Regions from separate parts of the Zea mays genome. Here region 1 is linked to region 2. Evidence: chromatin contacts called from public Hi-C data. All regions are on one chromosome and are shown on one strand. Each heading gives the region's core, a stretch centred on a gene start, on an enhancer-like site or on the middle of the called end of the contact. The rest is flanking DNA. Distances are from core to core; before and after follow the strand shown.

What was found. A called contact is a pair of places that touch in the nucleus more often than the background predicts.
Region 1: a Hi-C map of bundle sheath shows a contact between it and region 2, with 3 times the contacts expected there. The contact joins the promoter of LOC100281852 here to the promoter of LOC100382863 in region 2. A contact is called at or near these places in 2 of 25 Hi-C or Micro-C datasets (bundle sheath and leaf).

The regions. Positions count from the first base shown.
Region 1 is chr10:150,352,937-150,356,208 of Zm-B73-REFERENCE-NAM-5.0, reverse strand. It overlaps LOC100281852 (dnaJ domain containing protein), which reads right to left and starts at 1,314. Exons shown (of 3, transcript NM_001368933.1): 1 at 583-1,314; 2 at 307-490; 3 at 1-235. The coding sequence starts at 1,181.
Region 2 is chr10:149,984,029-149,987,257 of Zm-B73-REFERENCE-NAM-5.0, reverse strand. It overlaps LOC100382863, which reads left to right and starts at 1,719. Exons shown (of 15, transcript NM_001361687.1): 1 at 1,719-2,035; 2 at 2,158-2,267; 3 at 2,463-2,561; 4 at 2,667-2,723; 5 at 2,839-2,994; 6 at 3,098-3,182. The coding sequence starts at 1,987.

The DNA.
Region 1 (3,272 bases), core at 65-2,564, 370 kb before region 2:
CTGCGTGCGCCGTGGCCGCGCCTCCCGTCTTGCGCCGGGCGGCGGCTGCTTCTTGGAGCCTCTCCGTCACGGGGTCAGCGGGTGCCGCCGGCGGCGGCGGCAGGAGGCGCGAAGCGAGGACAATGGTGACCGGGGCCGATGGCCCGAACCCGAATGGCCGCCAGTACCACCAGTTCGACATGGATCTGATGGCGTGGACTGCTGAAGTCCTCGACTGCCGTGCCGCCTCCGACTCCTGCGCAGGCAGCGTTCGGTCGTGTCAGTTTCAGACGAACAACGGAGAAGACAGAAACAGTGAGCGATCACCTGGAATTCTCTGGCCGCAGATTTCTGCTTCATCTCATCGAACCTTTTCTTGAACTTGGCGACTTCGTTGAAGATGTTGGGCGCGCGAGCTCCCACCGCGTTGCCTTCGGAGACGCGGACTCTGCCGCGCGGTTGCTTGGACATCAAGAACTCGAGAGCCGCCAGGTCCGACCTCTCCACCATCCTGGACGGCCGGCCGTGGGGAATAATCAGAAGACCGATCGCCGATGACGATGCATGGGATGCGCATGGACGACGAAGAGTGAGTTTACGTACGAGATGCAGTCGACGGGGCAGGTGTTGATGGCGTCGACGATCCTGTCCTCGTCGTCGGCCCACTGTGCGACGGCGCGGGCGCGGCCGTAGACGGACTCGACGGCGAAGGTCCGGGACGCGTGGAGCGCGCACTTGAGGCAGCCGACGCAGCGCACCTCGTCGACGAACACCGCCCGGCGCTCGGACTCGGCGCCGACCCAGGAGGAGTATAGCGGGCGGCCCGTGTAGCCGGCGAACTCGGAGCGGCGCGCCTGCTCCTGGTCGTAGGCCAGGCGCGCGTCCGGGTCGGAGAGCAGCGCGTACACCTCGTTGAGGACGACGGCCATGTCGTGGCCGCCGGCGGCGCCGGCCACGTCCGGGTGGCACCGCTTCTGCAGCGACCGGTACGCCGCCTTGATCTCCGACTGCGGCGAGGACCGCTCCACGCCCAGCAGCTCGTACAGGTCGTAGTCCGACACCCACGAGCTGCCGGATGCTTCGGCTCGGCACCTGTGGCCGTGGCGGGCGCTTGCTGCTCGCCGTGCCGTGGCGGGCCGCGAGGAGCCTAGCCTTGAGGCGGCGGGGGAGACCGAGACGGTGTTCACGAGAAGCGCAGGCATGCCTGATCCACGGTCACTTGTTGGTCGCCTGGCAGTGGCAGCGGATAACTGAAGACTGAACTGAACGGTGGCAGGTACGGGATGTTGGAAGAGCCGAGAAGCAGCTCCAGGGCTGGCCGGTTATTTTTCTGCAGATATTTCAGCTTGTTTGCTTTGTGTGTGTGTACTCCTGTATTAGAGGTGGCGTGGTAGATATTTTGAAGCGTTGGGCAACGTGGACAGGAGCAGGACATACATGAAAAAGTGCTTCAGATAACATGCACCTGCCAGATCGAGCCTTTCATGCGGAAAAAAGGTTTTCGTAAAAAAAATCTGTATATGCTTTTCTAGATGACTAGATATAAGGAACAGAGACTGAACACTGCCTACTGTCTTTTTAATGGTTTCCCTATATTCTACCCTGATTTTTTTGGGTAGTCCTAGGGCTTCCATAATATTCTCCATCAAACTGTTTCAGTAAAACTAGTTCAATTTACATCCACCAAATTACTTGAATGGAAAAGACAAGCCCTATTATAGCATAATACGGAGAAACTAGTTCTTCATTTCGTAAAGTGCTTTTTTTAACTAATAGAAAAATAGAAACTAGAAAGAGTAGTTTTTTTTTCCTGTTTTACTTCTCACACACATTTGTTTATTGTCAACCATAGAGTACTCCTAATATTCCAAAATAAGTGCACTTTTAGTATATTTTAGAGAGAGAAATAATATCCCATTTATTTCAAACTAGTAAATTGATCGCGTCTCGCACGAGTCTTTGACCGATGTACTTATACGGTTAAAAGTCTTGCTTTAGATATATAAGGGTAGCGATATATGTAGATACATACATATAGAATTAACAGAATTATCAGAATATACAATTATTTGCAGTAGTAGAACACAGTACATAAAACTCAATAATTTTCTAGAGCCAGAACTCTTGAGAGTTAAATATAAGCAGTTGGAAGTTAATACTCCTCTCGAAAGTTAGGTCAAACCATCAGAAGTTAGGCAGGGGCGGGTGCGACTGGTGGTCGGTGGCGGTGTGGGGCAGCACGATCGATGATCGAGGGTGGGGCAAGGCGAGGCGGGGTGGTCAGGAACAAAAAACAGTAGTTTGCGTGGGCGCGAGCGGCTTCGTTTGCTCGCGCCCGCGCACGCCGTTAGGTCGTTTGTTCATAACTTCTGAGACGAGCATGGGAGCCGTCGGAAGTTAAAGATAACTTTTCGAGTGCCTGGTCGAATCATCGAAAGTTAATCCTTAACTTCCGAGCGCCACTATAGGCCGACCGTTTTGTCTTGAGCCCATCGGAAGTTATTAAGCTCTCGGAAGTTTCTTGTTTTTGGTGTTGTGACAATTCGGTCTACAAATGTAGTAGCATGAGTCGTCTAAATGTTGCATTGTAATGGTGCTCCTTGTTGAGTGGATATATATACATGCAACGAAGCAACAAAATATTGACCTTAAAGGCCAGAAATCAACGATGCACTCAAAGAAAGTTTACGGTGAATTTGTGACGCTACATACCGAGATCAACATATGCACAAACTTCTTGATGAAGATGTCATGTTGATTGTTTTTTGTTTACATGTTTTTTGGTACCTGTTAAGCAAGGAAGCATCAAGGAGGTTAGGATTAAATAAAGGCGTGTCTATACACACACATATGCTATTCGTCACATTTGGTGAATATTCACCCAACCGACAATGATTGAGAGATATTTAGTCATTACCAAAAAATAGTTCCGGCTGGTGAAGCTTTTACCTAGGATAACAAATAGCATGTGTGGACGGGATATTTGGAGCCCAAAGCTTCTAATAGTTACATAAAGCTCCTACTTCCAATCCTAACATCTATTGAGAATGAATGTAAATCAACTACTCCCTCCGTTTCTTTTTATTAGTCGCTGGATAGTGTAAAATTACACTATCCAGCGACTAATAAAAAGAAACGGAGGGAGTATTGATTTTTAGCCAGGTCTGAAATATCAAAGCATGCATTTATCGATGGTGAAATCCCTAAAAGACAGGAATCTTGGTTCTGATTTCCAGTTCAAAACATTAATATCTACATCCAAACGTGGTGTAACAGTCATTTATTAGTAGTGG
Region 2 (3,229 bases), core at 470-2,969:
ATTTGAGCGCTCTCGTGGATGTGAGCACTCCCCTTCCTCTTCTCCCCTCCACACTTGTATGACTCTCCACACAAACAATGAACGGAGCAGCTCCGTTCTATTCTACTCTGCAACCAAACAGAAAATTGAGCTGTTCCATTCTAATTGTCAAACACAAAATAAAATGACTCAATTCTCAGAAACTGAAATGGAGCCACTCCATTCCAATTGATTCCCCAGCCAAATGCATCATAAATTATATAAGTTAAATTATGGCAGAAGGCTAGAAGGGTAAAATATCACTTCAGGATTACAAATAATAAGCTACTATTGGATAACTTATTTTAGCTTATTTGTGATCATAAAATGATATTTTAACCTCCTACTCTTCCACTATAATTGAACTTATATAATTTAGGAGAGAAACAAACATGACCTTAATTCCTTGACAAGTGTTTTTAGCTGAAACTTCTCCTGGGTTTAGGTAGGCATATAATAATTGGGAGAGAGAGAAATGTCGTGAAGAACTAGATTTTACCTCGCGCCGTTACGAAACGGCATTGCCACTGGTCGTCGTCGTCGTCGATCGATCGCACCCAGCTGGAGACGGAAAAGGCTGGGCAGGCGTAAGACCGGACCGATCCATCACAGAAAAAGCATTAGGGTTGTACAACACATAGAAAGCGGGCTATCTCTTCCCAAATACTGGCTGGCAGTCCGTGGGGGTGATGAGGCAAACAAACCAAACCAAACGACGCAGATGATAGTGCGCCCAGAAAGGCTCACGGGATCCTGTTTCATCGGTCTCCGCACCACCAACAAAGCATACCCCCTAGCCCAGCCCTACACGTATATACTACTGTTGCACACACTTGGATCGGAGACGCAGATGATGCCGTGGCCACTCTCTCTCTCTCCACCACCGCCGGCTGCCGTGCCCGTGGTCCGTCCGTCCGTGGCTATCCTCCTGACTGCAGTGGACCGGACCGGATCGCTTGCGCCCCCGACAGCCGCTTACATGAGCCCATAAAATACGGCTTTTCTAATGCTACTCCCACGGCTCGCTTTCTTTTCTGAATTAATTATTGCTGCGTTGCACGCACTCTCTAGTATCCTCTCCTCTTCCTCGACCTCATCCGCTTTAGGGCATGTACAGTGGAGAGACACCAAAACGGTTCTCCAAGCACATGAGACAACTAAGAGACTCTATTGTACAATGGAGTGTCTATAGACGTAGTCTATTAATAAATACAGAATTAAATGTATTTGTATAGCATCAGATCGATAGAACAGACGACAAATTCGTACAGTGGGAAGTGAGGCGTCTGTTGTTACTTGGTTTACGAGCCAGAGGCGTCTCTTCACGGAGAGACGGCTCTAAGATTTTTTTGCAAATAACCCCCTAAAACACCTTAAGAGCCCACACATTAAACACCACTGTACATGCCCTTATTCCAAAAAAAAAATAAAAAAGGAACTGGGCTGGGCGCACCGGCGGGCAGCCTGCCAGAGTCTCCTGCCAGTCCACGCCGCACGGCACTGTGGCGACGCGGGCGAACTCAACTCGCAGTCTCGCGTCTATCCAGCCGCACACGCGCACACACACGCTGCTGAATGCTGATGCCGCTTCGCCCCTCCGCCGTCTCGCTTAAATGCCCAGGCCTAATCATTCCCACCCCCAGTCCCTCTGCCCTCTCTCTCTCTCTCTCTCTCTCTCCGTGCCCCCCAGGCCCTCCTCCCAGGCTCCCAGCCCCCCTCCCGTCCCTCTCTCTGTCTCTCTCCACGCACCATGGCGATCTCCGAGCTCGGGTGAGCTGACAAGGTGGGCGTCCCGTACCTAGTACCGCTGCCTGCCTCGGGTGAACGAGCGTCGGTTCGGCTCGGTGCAGAATGCGGCCGATTTGAGCGAGGACGGGAGGGGCGCGATGGATGCGGGTTCGGGCGGATTCGCGAGGAGGCTCTAGAGGAGGTTAGGTTTCGGCCCCGGCCCCGGCCCGGCTGTGGGAGATGAGCTCCTCGTCCGCGGCCAGCATCGGGCAGCAGCCGCCGGAGGAAGGTGCGTCGGTGCCTGCCTGCCTGCCTAGCTAGGTTTCGCTTCCCTGTGCACCGCTGTTGGCTCGGAATCGATTCGTTTTTTTGCTGATGCTGGCCGGCCGCTGCGCTGTGCGTGACGTGCAGAGAAGAAGTGCCTCAACTCGGAGCTGTGGCACGCGTGCGCCGGCCCGCTCGTCTGCCTCCCCACCGTCGCCACGCGCGTCGTCTACTTCCCGCAGGGCCACAGCGAGCAGGTGAGTCAAACTCCGTCTCCCTCGCTGCTGCTGCTGCGGGGCTACCAGCCCACGGTACACAACCTGCATAGCAATAGCAATAGCATAACTCGTGGCTGTTTCCCGTGCCTCACCTCGTCGGTTGCGTTCGCTTTGATCGCTCTCGCTTGCCTACGTTTCTGCCTAAGCTCATAATGCGTCTCGGCGCGTGTAAAGGTGGCGGCGTCGACGAACAAGGAGGTGGACGGGCACATCCCCAACTACCCCAACCTGCCGCCGCAGCTGATCTGCCAGCTGCACGATGTCACAATGCATGTGCGCGGTTTTCTCCCTCCAAAATTCCTTAGATGTCGTCCGCCCGCTCCGTTCCTCTACCTGCGGGCGCCAAGCTAAAAAGCTCGAATATATATATACATGCAGGCGGATGTGGAGACGGATGAAGTGTACGCGCAGATGACGCTGCAGCCGCTCAACCCAGTAAGGCACCCGGGGTTTTGGATGCTTCTCCGTCTCCGTCGTCGCTGTTTTGTTGACTTCTTATGCTGTGTCGGCTCGGCTGCGTTCCCTTCCCCCTGGCCCTCTGTGTGTGCAGCAAGAGCAGAACGACCCGTACCTGCCTGCGGAGATGGGAATCATGAGCAAGCAGCCGACGAACTACTTCTGCAAGACGCTGACTGCGAGCGACACCAGCACGCACGGCGGGTTCTCTGTGCCCCGTCGCGCGGCCGAGCGTGTCTTCCCCCCACTGGTGTGATGAGTGTGTATTTTGGGTGGCGTTTCTTTTGTTCAGCTGCATGCTGGGTTGTTTGGTTTGCTGTTGCAAATAACAGGTGGTATAGTGTGGTTTGTAGGATTTCACACAGCAGCCTCCAGCACAGGAGCTTATTGCACGGGATATTCATGATGTCGAGTGGAAGTTCAGGCATATCTTCCGAGGCAAGTTCCACAAAATCCATAACCGACACTCTTTAAACTTTTTTTCT